2 separate regions of the Zea mays genome follow, and region 2 is linked to region 1. The links are chromatin contacts, called in public Hi-C maps. All regions are on one chromosome and are shown on one strand. Each heading gives the region's core, a stretch centred on a gene start, on an enhancer-like site or on the middle of the called end of the contact. The rest is flanking DNA. Distances are from core to core; before and after follow the strand shown.

Evidence for each region. A called contact is a pair of places that touch in the nucleus more often than the background predicts.
Region 2: a contact with region 1 is called in a Hi-C map of endosperm, with 4 times the contacts expected there. The contact joins the promoter of LOC103632502 here to the enhancer-like site in region 1. A contact is called at or near these places in 4 of 25 Hi-C or Micro-C datasets (ear, endosperm, tassel and 1 more).

What each region holds. Positions count from the first base shown.
Region 1 is chr7:80,636,114-80,643,735 of Zm-B73-REFERENCE-NAM-5.0, reverse strand. LOC103632498 (protein ENHANCED DOWNY MILDEW 2) reads right to left here. Exons shown (of 19, transcript XM_008654289.2): 15 at 5,661-5,771; 16 at 4,560-4,631; 17 at 4,364-4,482; 18 at 4,197-4,260; 19 at 2,298-4,111. The coding sequence ends at 2,666. Among protein-coding and RNA genes, the nearest start is that of LOC103632498, 42 kb to the right of the region's middle. Within about 2 kb of position 2,730, at least 6 of the 20 cell types and tissues checked have an H3K27ac peak or open chromatin away from gene starts, as enhancers often do.
Region 2 is chr7:81,023,575-81,031,196 of Zm-B73-REFERENCE-NAM-5.0, reverse strand. LOC103632502 (DNA topoisomerase 6 subunit B) reads right to left here and starts at 2,638. Exons shown (of 19, transcript XM_020541030.1): 1 at 2,332-2,638; 2 at 2,180-2,232; 3 at 1,761-1,858; 4 at 1,563-1,668; 5 at 1,295-1,429; 6 at 1,153-1,204; 7 at 965-1,029; 8 at 5-111. The coding sequence starts at 2,485.

The DNA of each region.
Region 1 (7,622 bases), core at 1,481-3,980:
TAGACCTCCTTCCCCTTAAGTGTGTGACCCTATAGGTTTACGTACATATAGACATGGCCCAAGTACTCTTTACCCAATAATTGACAGCGGCCTCTAGCAAGACATGTCAACTCCTACACGCATGTAAAGATCATATCAGACGAACTATTGCAACATTACGTACATGGTGTTTCCTTTATCTCACGATATTTGGTCTGGCTCTAAGCTAACCTGTCTTTCTCGATATTGTGAATTGGAATCCTTTCATTTGTTAACACTTAACCCTAGCACGACCATGCATTTCTTGATCCAATCACTCGAGGGGCCAGAGATATCTCTCTCAAGATGAGAGGGACAAATTCCATCTTGACTGACCAAGCCTCAGTATGCTTCCTGACAAACCCAAAACTACCTTTATAACTACCTAGTTACGGAGTAGCGTTTGATAGTCCCTAAGTAAGTTAATTCACATTTTGAGAACATGCGACAATCTCAGGTCTAAGGACACAGTATACATGTTGCAAAAAGAGAACTATATTACAATATCACGTTGGGTCGATCCAGCCTCATGTCATACATGCGCCCGCATTATTAGATTAACATCTCCATACCTCGATAAAAATACGGGTATCATCCATGAGAGTTTACTTTCTCTACTTGCACCTTTCCTTCCGCATTTACATTAAGTACTTAAGTTTCCATCTATTCTTTCTAGTTATAATATTCATGATTGAAACATAGGCTTTACGGTAGAGATAACAACACTTAGACAAAACCTAGTTTGCACACTCTAGATTTTTTTTATTTGCATAGATTTTGTTCTAGTGATTTAATTATTTAGGTAGAAGTTTTTAGAAATCCTAATTCACCCCTCTTAGGCGTCATCGTTTCCTTCAACGCCACCGGGGTCACCGTCGCCGCTGCGCACGCCTCAGGGCCGCTGTCGTCGCTCGTGCCTCATGGAACGGCCGCCACCGAGCGAGTGGGGCGTCGTCGCTCGTGCGTCAGGATGGGGCGTCAAAAAATGAAGGGGCAATGAACCCTAGTGGTCTGGGACTCCTTTAATAGATGATAAGACCTAGTGTGGCTGAACCGGTCTGGCCTAGGCTTCTTCTAATTATTAAAGTCAGCCCGCCCGAGCCAGCCCAGACTGGCTGATGTGCCCACCCGTCCGCCCCATGCCACCTTGTGCAACCACCTGCCCCGAGCCAACCGACCCCGCGGAAGAGCCGAGCCAAGCCACCCCAGAAATGACTTAATGTTTATTGAATGATTTAATGCTGTCTAGAATGAAATATATCATTTGATGTAGGATTTACCAACCACCCCAGAAATGATTTGATGTAGGATTTACCAACCATCCTGAATATCTAGCTCTGTACAAAGGTGAAATATATCATTCGAGTAGTATAGCCATGAAACCTTCTTTTAAAGAAAAGTTCAATCGTGGTCACTTATCTATTCAAAATGCTAGAGATTATTTGGACTATAAAAATCAAATGATTTTTTATAAAATATTTAATTATGAAATGCTCACTAAAAAACATGAGCATTATAGTGGGGGTGTTCTTTATGCTAATTGTGATCGAGATTTTAGCTCTGTACCTACTATCTCACTCATAAAAAAGATTGTTGCGATCACTACGATATTTCGCAATTTCATTTGTGATTATTCTAGTGGTTGACTAAAGCAAATTTTATTACAACGAACGCATTTCATGATTATGTGGCAACATCCTTATCTTGCATCAAACTAGATATAATGATCATATAATATTTTTGTGATAAAAACTATGTTTGTAATTATTTATATTTGATAATTTATATTTACAAAAAATAATTATATGACTCTTTATCCATGATAAACATATAAACACCGAAACCAAAGATAAACATGACTTCTCACTTAAACAAAAAACACTAAGGGCTTGTTCGGTTAGGGGTGGATTGAGGGGGATTGGAGGGGATTAAATCCCCTTCTATACAAATTTAAATAGGAGGGGATTTAATCCCCTCCAATCCCCCTCAAACCCCTTCAAACCGAACAAGCCCTAAGGTGTCAATCGGTTGTTTAGGATTAGTGGATCGAAACGATTTCTAACCGGATTGCTTCTCTAATTTATATAAACTTGAAACGATTCCGGACGCAATCCAACGCAAACCAACAAGACCTAATTTAGAAAGTTACACTTCAATAAAAAAATACCGGCCTACCAGGTCCCAAATCGACCAAGCCGGTTCTGTCGGGCTCAGGTTAGCCTCTCATAGCAGGACGCGCAGAGGAACCGGCCTGATCGAGTTCTGCGGAGGGCAGCATCTTCTCACCCACTCGTCCTTTTTTCTCATCGACAGACCCAAACGTATAGTATTAAACTTTGGCACGGTACAACGGTTTTGGAATTGTATTCCTAATATACTAACATAGACCAAACATACTCTTGTAAATACGCTCATAAACAGAAATCCAGAGCAAACAATAGGATTGAAGCCTACACTTCTGTATTTGTAGGAATTGAAGTCTACACTTCTGTATTGGTAGACACAGGTGATGTCTTCGTCGAAGGCGCCAGGAAGAAACGACTAGTAGGATCCAAAAAGTTAGGCCGTAGATAGGTTGTAGGCTCCACCGGACTCAAGAAATCGGTTGCACTTTTGCTGGTCAAATCTGAGGACCAAGTTCCAGCGATCAGTGATGAGGCCACCCGCCACCGGAAGAGCCAGGTTGTCCGAACGGGTACTGCTCAGGCAAGGAGCTCCTCGATCTTGTTGTGTTCGTTCCATCGAGGGACGGCGCATACCTGTCAATAACTGAGCGCTGTGTTCCAGTCGGACCCGAAAGCCCATACGAATACCTGTCCATTACTGAGCCTCGTTGTGAACTTGCACCTGAGAGCCCAAAAGGGGGAACAGTTGGAGCTGGTTGGCTAACGCGAGCACCTGAAGATCCAAGGGAGTATCTTGCCGAGAGGTAATTATCAGCAACCGTTCCACCATGCAGTCTTGAATCTGTTGCTAGTGGGACCATACTAGCTTGTGGGTTACTGTCACCACCAATTTGTCCATATCTTGCACTGTATCCTGGCATAAGCACATCAGCATTAGCGTTTAAATCTTCTGAGCTCGGATGCCTGTAAAAGCTGCCATCTCCTTTAGACCACGGATCACTGTTTGGAGCAGTAATATACGGCTTGGTCACTTCTTCGATGCTGGAGCCCCTCATCCTTGAGCTATCATCAATGTGACTGAAGATAGGATCATTTTTCCTCTTAAATCCATCACAGTATTCCTCTTTGATTGCCAAATAACTGTCATGATTTGGAACCCTATTGAGCACAGAGTCACTAGGTTCTTCTGCCAAAAGGTGAGCATTCGTATCCAAGTGTTCAATTGGTCTCGTCAGGGAATAGCTCATGGGTTTGCTTCGAGCATTGCAACTGACTGGGGGTGAGATACTCATGTCAGAATCCCCTCCTCTAGACCTCATGTTTGGCATCCCTGCTGCAGTTTGCTCGTAGTTGTACTGCGCGCTCTTTTTTTCATTATGAGCAATCTTTTTGCTAGGAATAACTCTTGTTTCCTCATATGCAACTTCCACTTGCTTTTCAGGGGGGAGGCTCTCTGTGTGATCAGGTGTCCCCTTGCTGCTCCTGTTGTCATGTCTCCTCCTGTTGTATCTGCCAATCTTTCTATCTTTTCCAGAATGCGACATGACTTTGCTGGAAGCTTCAGGTTCTTTCTTCACTGGGAGGTTATCTGGTATATTAGCCTTTTTCACATGGTGTTCTATCTTCCCTAGAGTTCTCTTCTCTTCTTCAGATCTTGCTTGCTTCCTAGCAGAACCATCATCAAGTAGATTGGACATTCTGTCATTGAATGGAGTCTCTTTCCCTGATCTCGAGTTCAGTTTGTTTGTAGCATCAGATTGTTTCCTCACGGACAGGTCATCTGATAGATTACTCTCTTCAACATGGCAAGCTATCTTCCCCATACAAGTATGACCATGCTCTTCAGCCACTTGCATGTGCTTCTTTGTCCAACCAGGATGACTCCACAAATAGAGGGGTGGCGCAGATGCATTCCACCCTTCAACTATTTTATCATTAAGATCCACAGAACCAGGCAAATAGAAGGACTGCCAATTTCAAGAAAGGTATTAGGTCAAACAACTAGAGAAGAACAGACAAAAGAAATTCAATACAATGAATGTAAGTTATTACCTTGCCAGAAAGACACTCACTGTCCTCCCAAATCAAATCATAAGGTGTTCTCCTCTGATCTAACCTGGATATGAAGTGGATAAATGTAGAGGAAACACAATTTCCCAAAAGGAAACCTGAGAAGATGTTGACCAAAATACTCAGGACAACAGGAATATGTTACATACCTTTTAGTTTCTTTAGGGACAATTAGTACAATGAGCTTAGGCTTGAATGTCAATGCTTTGTCAATAAATTTGTTCGCAAGACTTGCTTTGACTCCAAAAGGAGGATTAAGACCCATAATCTACTCAATAAACAATTGAATGTTGTAATTATATAAGATAAACTAAATTGTCTCAATAAATAACAAATAGAACATACTAGTTGGGATCCATGAGGCAGCTCGTTTGGCTGCACAGTCATCCAATCCCTCTTTTCAAAGCAGAAGCGATTCTGCAACGCAGGAAGCACATACATATTACATGAAGTAATAACTCTGAAGAGAAAGTAATCATGACCAACTCCTAACCCTGAAATCTTCAAATGAAACTTTGAATGAATAGCATGATAATCTCTACTATATGAATAAGGAAGTGTGTTCATCTGCTCCGACGGTTTTCTTCTGCCTTCATCCGCCTAATAGTTCATCTTCATCTTTCACGTCGCTTAGTAGCTCTAGTGTTGGTGTGTAATGTGTGTGGTGTAATGGGGTTCTCTCCCCCTTTTGTTCTTGTCAGAACCCCGTTTAGGTTTCCCACATGGTATCGGAGCTAGGTTATTTTTTTCCCCACCCCAGCCGTCGGCTGCCCTCTCCCCTTCCTTCCACCACCAGCCGCCGACACCCCTCCCTCACAGCCGGCGAGATCCCACCGCTGCCGGACCCCAGCACCGGTCGCGCAGCTCCCCGCTTCCCCACCTTCCACGCAGTCTACAATGAGCTTCTCGAGGAGCTCACCATGAAGACTGAGACACCCGCTCCCACCCCGACCCTCTACAATGCGCCACCCGGTGGTCAGGCACCTTCATGGGAGAGGGAAGGTCAAAAGCCATCTCGATCTGAGGTAAGATTCCTCAGATCAATCTATTATTTGATGTTAAGGGCTCCTTTGGAACACATGATTATCAAAACACATGAATAGGAAAAACACAGGATTAGAATGTCCATGTGATTGGAATCCTACATGAATTTATAAGACATGAAAGTCACAAACATCTGTTTGGATAATGTGCAGGAAAACATAGGAATGCATGGCACATCTCATGTTTATTTTCCTCCAAAATTGCTACGGGAGATACCATTCCATAGGAATTTTAAGGAGTTGATAGGATTCAATCATTTGTTCCAAAGGCTCTCATAGGAAAACTTTCCATAGGAATCGAATCCTCTAAAATTCCTTTGCTTTTCCTCCATTCCAAAAGAGGCCTAAAAGGCCATGTGATAAAGAAAAATCGAACAAAGGACTCAATTGTCATCAATACTACCTGTGGTTGGATAAGATCATAATTCTTGAAATGGCACTTCTTCTGAACTTTGTCGAGTTTTTCTTTCATAAGACGGCTAAAATCATTTGCCCCACAGCAGAAATCTACTATCTGCAAGACCAATGGAGTTTAGCATGTTCATAAATTTATGTAACAAAACAACATTATAACCAATTTTACTTGTATAGATAAAGGAAAGGGCAACTTCAATATTTACAAACAAAGATGCCATGCTACAAAATATTGAACACAATAAAAGTCTTAGTCTTAGCCAATAACTTCATTAAGAACCTTCAGTTCCGACCCTGGTTCTCTTAGACTGGTTTCAACGCCTCCCGCGAGCAGCCCCTCTCCTTCATTTAGCGGACACAGTTTCATGCTATGCACCACAACGCTTCTCTCTACCGAGCACGCTATGCTGCAGTAACATTCTCTCACCCTGGATTGAGCGTGCCACTATATGTCCCGTCCCGGTCGCCGGTGACCGCCATATTCTCCCTCCCATTCGCGTGCGCGCTCAAAAAAGAAGTCTACCGCCGTATTCTTCGTCGAGTTTTCTATCAGCAAGATGTAATAGGCCGAAAACAGCAAGCTGTGCACAGTACTGTTCATTTCATATACGTAATGACCCATACAAATTTGAAATAGTAATAAACAATTAATAAGGATTCGTGTAATTACAAACGTAAACTTGTATATAGGTAGGTGAAAAAATGATAAAGGAAATTATATGAATGGTAGTTTAGTTCATTAATGGGAAATCTATATTTTAATAGTATAGTGGATTTTAGGAGGATGATATAGGGGGAACCACTGTACAGAGTACAAATATAGGAGGAGCTGACGTGGCACGTTAGTGGGATATAGAGGGTGCAATTTAGAGGGAACCGCTGAAAATAGTGTTACCAAAATCTGTTTTATATCATGTGCGAAAAGAAACCGATAAGCATAAGAAACAATCTAACACAGTTGATCTCTATATGAATTAGGTCATTTTGATTACAAACATTCATAAGCAGAAGACACACAAAACAGTGCATCAACAAATACATGCACTATAGCTCTCACCACTCACTAGGGCTTGGGCACACTCAGGGTCTGTTTGGTTGGGTTGTGGCTCTGAAAAAAGCTGTTGTGGGCTGTGAGCTGTTAAAAGCTAAAAATCATTTGGTGGAAACCACTAAAAGCCGCTAAAAGTTCTTCGATTTATATTTTCACAGTTTCATCCGAAAGCCACTAAAAGCAGGTCCAGAGGTGCTTTCAGTTTTGCACTGTGAGAAAGTCATCTTTTAAAAAAAGTTGCTTCCTGGTTCCAACCCTTTGGTTTGGCTTTTGACTATTACAGGGCAAAAGTGAAAACCAAACCAAACACACCCTCAATGCTTACATGTCAACCCAGATCATCATTGTCCATTTCTCACCCTCTATGGAGGATAGATATCCCCCGGGTTACCATGACTCGGATATGTTCTATGGGCCGCCAAAAAGGCCCTCGGTGGGCTAGGAGCGCAGCCTTCAGAGGACATTAGTCAGGCGTAACTAGAGGCGGGCGAGGTAGGCGGATGCGTGGGCGCGAAGACTCCTGGGACGCATTTCGCTGAAGACTCGCCGACCTCTAGAAAAATCGGCACGACTCTCGTAGATGAGGTGCAACTCCTCTTCTATCGAGAATAAGGCAGAGGGAGAGCCCCTACGAAAACAAGGACATCACTCAGTAGGCATAGCCATCTTCAACCTCCACCGAGCAATACACCTCCAAAAACTCATAGGATAGGGTATTACGCGTTTGAGCGGCTGGCCCGAACCTGTACAATCCTCTGTGTTCCGTCGTGCCCTGCACGAACCATTAAGCTTCAATCGACTTCGCCACCCTCCCAAAAGCACTACGTGGGATACACCGTAGTGCGTCGTCGGTACCAAACACCGACACCCTCCCCAATCTCAGACATACCCATTTGCCCC
Region 2 (7,622 bases), core at 1,389-3,888, 390 kb before region 1:
TTACTTATGAATATCTATGTCCAGGCGACAGAAGGAAGTATAGTTCTGGCCTTTCATCGATGATTTAATTTCAATAGGAAGCCCTGTACTCATCTTTGACCATATAAGTGCCTGTTCTAATCCACAATTATAAGATAAACAGAACATTAGAGCCACTAAAATAATAATAATCCATGAGAATATCATAGGTCACATGTTTATTGTATTAAGCTATTTTACAGAGGCAAAACACGGTGAGCATCTCTTAGGCATGGGATAGATTAAGCAAAAGAATACCATCAAATTTGAAATAACAAACAAGAGGGCAAAGTAATAATAAATCACTTAAAGGTATAATCAACAACAACAGCAAAGTATTTTAGTCCTAAGCAAATTGGGGTAGGCTAGAGTTAAAAACCCAGCAGAAGCCACAAATCAAGGTTCGTGCACGTGGATAGTTGTTTTTCATTTGCTCCTATTCAAGGCTAAATCATTAGGTATAATCCATCCTTTCAAGTCTCCTTTTACTGTCTCTTCCCATGTCAACTTCGGTTTTTTCATGCCTCTCTTCGCATTATTATCATGCCCTAGGATCCCACTACACACTTAAAGGTATAGTCAAAGTGAAAGAAAAGGATGATTATGCCAACTGCAAACAAATTGCTATTATGATTGTAACATTTTACTTTAGTTATGATGAAAGTTTTACATGGCTATGTAGAAAATGAAATAAAAGTACCATGACAAACAGCATAAGACGAGTATTGCTTGGTTGCACACTTGCACAATCTAATGCAAAGTTGCAAACACAAAGACAGTCATTCCCAAGGAATAGAAAGGAAACAACTTCAACATTTCATGACAATGCAGAATCAACTAACTGTTTGCATTCATTCTTAACTATCAAAAAGATACAAAACAATAGTCCACAGCAACATACAATTTAGAAAGCTTCTTCTCAATTGTGTACGCAAAAAAAAATTACCATTTTAGCACCGAGTCCAAATTTCCCACGTGTTTGCCTCAAACCATACTTTGTGCCCGACAAAACTGCACCAATGTAAATAACTCCAATGATATTGGACATCGTGGTACTATCTCCTCTCCAAGTAAGAAAGGACCAAACTGTTTGAATTCAGCAATTACGGATTAAATATACCATTAAAAACTTACCTCTCCCAAGCATATTTGGGATATCATCATGTGGCATACCTCTACCATTATCCTGCATCCGTAAGGGGGGAATAATAAAGATCAAAGTTAAGAAAATATATTCTCATCGGGTATATCATAAATCACATTGTCACAACAATACCTTGCAAGTCACTTTGAAAAATGCAGCCTCACCCCGACCTTTTCCTCGAACAGATGGAGCATCCTTAACTTTCTTCCCAAGTGCAGCATTTTTAGCCTGAGATTCTTGGAAACGTGCTTCCTTGGCTAGGCGTTTCTAAGTATTGTGAATCATACAGCTTCATCAGACTTAAAATTATGATAATACAAAGAGGTAAGTTTGTGAAGTCTCACCCCTCTCAACACATCATCCATGGTCAAACTACTACAAACCTAGGTGCTCATCTTACCTCACGAGCCTTTTCTGACTCAAAATCATCATATAGTGCCTCGTCAACACGCTGTCGATCCACTAGCCCAATCATTGTGTTGAACTTGGTCTTCGTGATCTCTTCTCTGACAAAGATATGGCAAAACAAACTTATGGGCACTGTCCCGTACGGCAACATAGCAAAAGACCACAAAGAATACATTTGGGGATTACTTACATTGTAATCTCTATTTCAGGGAGCTCCGATATGGATTCGGCGGAATCAAGGGCATTCTCAACTAGCTCCCGCAACGTGGTGTACAGGGATTTACCAGGCTGACCAGCACCATTACATCAGTATCTCTGTGAAATAATGACTACGATAGTATCTTATAAATTTCCTCCTCAAAAGTGTACTACAACTAGAATGAGTAATATCCTTTAATCATAGTTTTTGTTTGTTTCCCACTGCCAGATGTGGTCTAAGTTTAATCTATAGATAAGAATGTGCTTGAACCAGAAGGAAAATAAAGAAGTGAAATTATCTGTCGACAAGATAACAGGGCATCTCCACACTGATTCTAGCTAAATTTCGCAAACGCACGAAATCTAGCTGTTGCACCCAAATCGGCTAAAAGTCCTTAGAGAACAACTCACATTGTCAAACCCGGCAATGTTCTTGTTCTCAGCGAAGAATTCGGCGGGCGATTCTGCAGCAGAACACCCAGAAAAGATACAAAATGTATAAGATAAACCGACCCAAAGTACTGAAAATCTTAATGAGAAATGGGATCGGGGAGGGAGCTCACTCTGCTTAAGGAGGCTGCTCTCCTTGGCCGACGTCTTGGGGCCGGCGGCCGCCTTCCCCTTCCCCGTTGCCTTCCCCTTGGCCGCCGCCGCCTTGGGAGTCTTCTTCTTGGTCTCGGCAGCGGCGGCAATGGCCTCGTCGTCGGAGGTGTTCATGGCGAGGTCGGATCTAATTGAGACGGTAGCTAGGGTTCGGGTGCAAAATTGGAGAGCGCGATCTCTCAAAAGTCTGAGCCAAATGTGGGTCCGTTTGGGACTTTGGGCGGACTATCGTACCAGATGTATCGAAATGGTCCATAAGAAATTAGACACTCGACATAAATCATGGTTGAAAAAATGGCATTTTTTAAGTAATAATCAATCAACAACGCCGACTTTTACGAAAACTGGTTTTTGCCCGTTTAGGGTGAAAACATCTTCTTGAGAGAAAAATGATGTTTCCAAACTAATGGTTCCACCTAACGGAATTTTATCCAGCTAGGAGCAGCTCCAATAATTATATAAATTTAGCTATCTAAATCATAGATTTAATAAGTTATTAAATAACTTTAGGAGTAAAGAATTATGAGTTCTCTAGTAGTTTTCTAAATATAATTTGAAGTTTTTTTGTATCTATCCACATAAAAAATAAGACACAAATGTGAACAATCATCTCCATTAACTACATAATGCAGTCAACATTTTTGTTTAGTGAGTTGCTAAATAGTTGTCAAATATAGAGAGAAAATGAGGTTAGATAAGAACTGCTAAATTTATAAAACTCGTTTAGAGAACTGTTGGAGAAGAGTTTTTATATTAACTACCTAAATTATTGATTTAGTTTTAGAGAATTATTGCTCTAAAGGGGGTATTTTTTGGGATTATAGTCTACCGAGATCATTTTTGTTTAATTTGTCGGATTATATAATCTGGATAGATTGTAATCCAAAAAAAACACCCCCTAAATTTTAGGTGAAAGTATATATCAATGTGTTGGGACGACTAAGTGCGTGTTTGGCATGGCTCCGGAGTAGAACTCTAAGAAGAAGTTCACTCTAACTCCAGGGTTACAAACTCAATGGAATTTTCAGAGTTGTAGTACAAATTTTTGGAGTACCTGCTTTGCTGCTCCGAAAACTCTAAAAACAACCTAGACGTGGAGTTTAGAGTTATTTAACTGTCACTGGTTATGAGAAACAATTTAAACTCTAGAGCGGAGCTGCTCCACCCAGAGTTTTAGAGTAGAGCTACTCTGAAGTGGAACAGAACCATGCCAAACACGCCCAAGTGACTCTAGCAATCCATTTGAATGGAGAGTTATATTCTATCTTTTTTGTGTATTACTCGCAAGATCCTTCGCTTCTGGTTTATCCAAATTGCACAATTCAAGTATCAAATCATTAAACACCAAAAACTTTCCCTTGCAACCAAGGCCAACCATGTTTTTGTGAGAGCCAAAGCTAGATCTAGTCTCACAAAGGCCAGACACAACAATATTAAACAAATCAAAGTTTGGTTCAACTTCTTCATTGATAATAAAAATATGCACACCAACAGTATCGTCATCACTAACCCTCTGACCACCATGCACCATGGAGTTGAGTAACTGACATGCTGCTTCTACCTCTCCATGGTTAATAAGACCTTCAAGAATCACATTATTATACAATAGAACAACATTGTTGGGTTTCAAATACGCTACATTTTCATTAATGAATGGGCCAACAGTAGAGAAATCTCCTAACCTACAGAATGCTTCTATTATCATCTTGAGCAAGCGAACATCAGGTGTAACCCTATCCCTCTTCATATACTTGAGCAATTTCACAGCCTTCCTCATCTCATTTCCATGACATGGTCCCTCAATTAACACATTATACATCACCAAATCCAGACTGAATCAATAACTGGCCATCTTACCAAACATATCCATGCCACATCAACCCTCCGCTGCCTAGCAAATCTAGGTATCAAAACGCTCAATGTGTTCTCGCTTGTCACATGTCAAGTGCCTCCATCCCCCTAAGCAACTCAACTACATCCTCCATGTTTCCCCACTTGTTGAACGACACAATAAGCATCGTCAACACGTGCCCTCTCACTCATTCTCTGTAACATAGCGCACGCTCTTTAGGACGACACGCGCACGATTTATCTAGTTATCTACCCTCTCATCACTGCACCTCGCCACCATCTCCTACAACTATGTCTAGGCGCCTTTCGTGCGGCCGACCTTGGCGAGCGTTTCGAGGAGGCAGTTGTACATGTATAAGTTTGGGGCGTAGCTAAGCGTCGTAGTCGCTGCATCAAAGACATGGACAACAATGTATAGAAGGCGCGAGTAGTGCCAAGGCGGCGAAGGAGGAACCCAATACGTCGTACGTCATGGAGCAGTGAGAGGCGAGCACATCTGTGGCGAGGTGGTCGAGGTACACATGTTAGTGTGGTGGCAGGAGTGACGCCATGGCATTGAGGGGATAGTATGAGTGGTGGAAGAAGTCGAGCGTGTGGCCATAGGACAGAAGGCGGAGGATGATCGACTCCATGACGGGAGGTGTGAGGTACGCTGCGAAACATGAACAATTTGTCAAACAAAAAATTGTATACATGTCGGCTTTCATGGTTTCCTCTGAAAATGGTGGTCCTCTTATGACATCGAACTTTTAAAGCCACCAAAAGTTGTTTGTTTGTGGTGTATGAAATTAGTGCCAATAATTAGTGAAGTTCTGCAATTTAGAGATTTGAAGTAGGAACAACAAAAGGCAAATATGATATGCTTTTCAATAGAGTGCCCACTGCACATCTATACTGCCCATGACCACTATGGGTAGATGAATATGTTGATGGTGATAACATAAAGCCATGTGAGTTACACTCACAGTGATAATTTTGACATAGTAGTAACCATGATCAACATAATCTCCCATAAACAGGTAGTTTGTATTTGGACAATGGTAAAAGTGGAAGTTTCGAAATATTGGAATACTCATGTTTTCTTTATTAAATCAAAGAAGTGACAGAAGCAAACGAACAGAAAATAATGAGGTACATTTCCACCAGTTCGGAAAGAGTTCAACAAGATCATGAAATTGTCCATGAATATCACCGCATATAGTAACATGACTCTTTATAGGCTTCAACAATGATGATAAAACAAATTGTCCTAAGTCATAAATTGTCTTTATAGGCTTCAACATGACCATATAAGAAATCTATGAATCTAGCATCTAAACGACATAAATTGTCTGAAAGCGACCATCTTATTTATGGTGGACATAAAAACGTGTTGTGACCACCAACATTTTGTGTTTAAGGAGTTCTATGGGACCAAATTTGTGTTATCTAATAGGTTCCACGAGTTGTGTATGATAATTTTATGCATGACACCACCAAATTACAAGAATCGACAATGGAGAAAGAATGGTGGTCGCCTGGCCAAAGCCACGTCGCCGACAACTAGGTTGTCCGACCAAGCAGGGTGACCACTTTGTCTCCATTCCCATCCTGATCATTTAACACAACTCAAAAACAATGTGACTTGTGCATTATTGACATGTATTCAAGCCTAAAGAAGGACATAACATCAATTCATGTGCTTGAATCCAATGGTTAAGAAGAAAACACATCTTTTATCAAACTGTAACATCCCAAATCCATCATTTGAAAAAACAAAGTTTATATTATTAATTACCAGTAGAAAGAAAAAATATTTATATTAGCAAATAAAGAAATGGTGATATAATTAAATTGAACAATTTCTTAAATAGTAAAATTTTATCAAAGTGTTTGATGCATTCTTGTCGAAGCATATATTTTGTTTGATTTGAATTTCAAATCCAATTCTTGGATTTAGTTGTGTGAGAATGATCTTGTTTTATAAGTAATAATGAATTGTTACAACAATATTTTTTAATGTGTATTTTATTATGTTAATAACTTTTGTTGTGAGTATTCACAAAAAGCACAACAAATAACATTTTATTGATTTTATCCCTTTTGTGAACCAAATTTATTTAAAAATAGATTTTTGTCTAAAATGTTTATTCTAAGATTTGGGTATTTTTATTTTTTAGATTTATTATGATTTTGTTTTGGAATATTTAAATATATATTTATATATATTTAAGTATATTTTCTGAATTAAAAAACAAAGAAAAATGACTGATCGGCTGAATGACCCCATTGCCCATCCCGTGTTCCTAACTCTCCCTCTCTTCTCTCTCTTACACGTAGGGTCCACATATGTGTCATTTCTTTCTTCTTCCTCACATAGTCACATGATGATTTTCCTGCTCGTGTTCGTCCGTCTCTCCAGTAACGCTGCGTCGTCGTCACTCGTGCACCACTCAGCCTCCACTCTCCGCTCCTCCCCAGCTGCTGCAGTGGAGCACTACAGTCGCGCCACCGCCATCTCTTCCCTTTCATCTCTCTTGTTGAATTCGATTGTTTCTCCCTTCTCACTGCCACAATGCCATTAATGGTCGATCCTTCGATTCCTCTTTGTCCAGCGCCATTTCCTCCTCCCAACCTATAATTTGCCACCCCACGCCGCTGTTTATGTGATTCCCACACTCCATTTCTTCCTCTCGCGCTCCATGCCTGCTGCCCGCGGAAGCAGCACTGTCACTCGCCATTTTTCGCCACCGCCTAGGCTTCTTTGTTCCTCTGCTCATCTTCTCCGGCCGTCGCGCTCATTTTCTGCACCACGTCACGCACGTCCGCGCACGAGATCTGCTTGCTGCTACTCTAACACCGTCACATTTCTCTGTAAATGTTTGTGTCGGTGTTTAGTGTCCGATCACACAACCGAGGTATATTCTTGGTGCTTTTGGGTAGAATGGTGTCGTGGATTATAACTCGATGGTTCGTGCCGGGGCACGAGGAAGAGAGAGTCAAGCGATTTTTAGCAGGTTCGGACCGTTTGAGTAGCGTAATACCCTACTTCCTGGGGTGACTTTGTATGAGGGATGTGTTTACAAGTGGTGTCTACCGAATGGTGAGGTGCTAATGAGATAAAAATGATGGGGATCCCCCTTGGCCTTATATACACGACTATAGGGCACTTCCCGCGTACATGTTGATCACACTCTTCCAACTTATCTCCTAACTAATAGCAAACAAATTTCGTTTATCCTGAGGAAAACCCGGCGCGCCCGATCCAAGCTATCCCCGACGTTCAAGGATGTCGAGCGCGGGAAAAGCGAACAGCTTCAACGGGATCACCCCAAGCCATGAGTAATCCGGGCGTCAGCCCATCGCCTTCCTGGGTCAGCCCATTTCCACCGTTATCTTTGTCCGGCCCACGACGCGACGT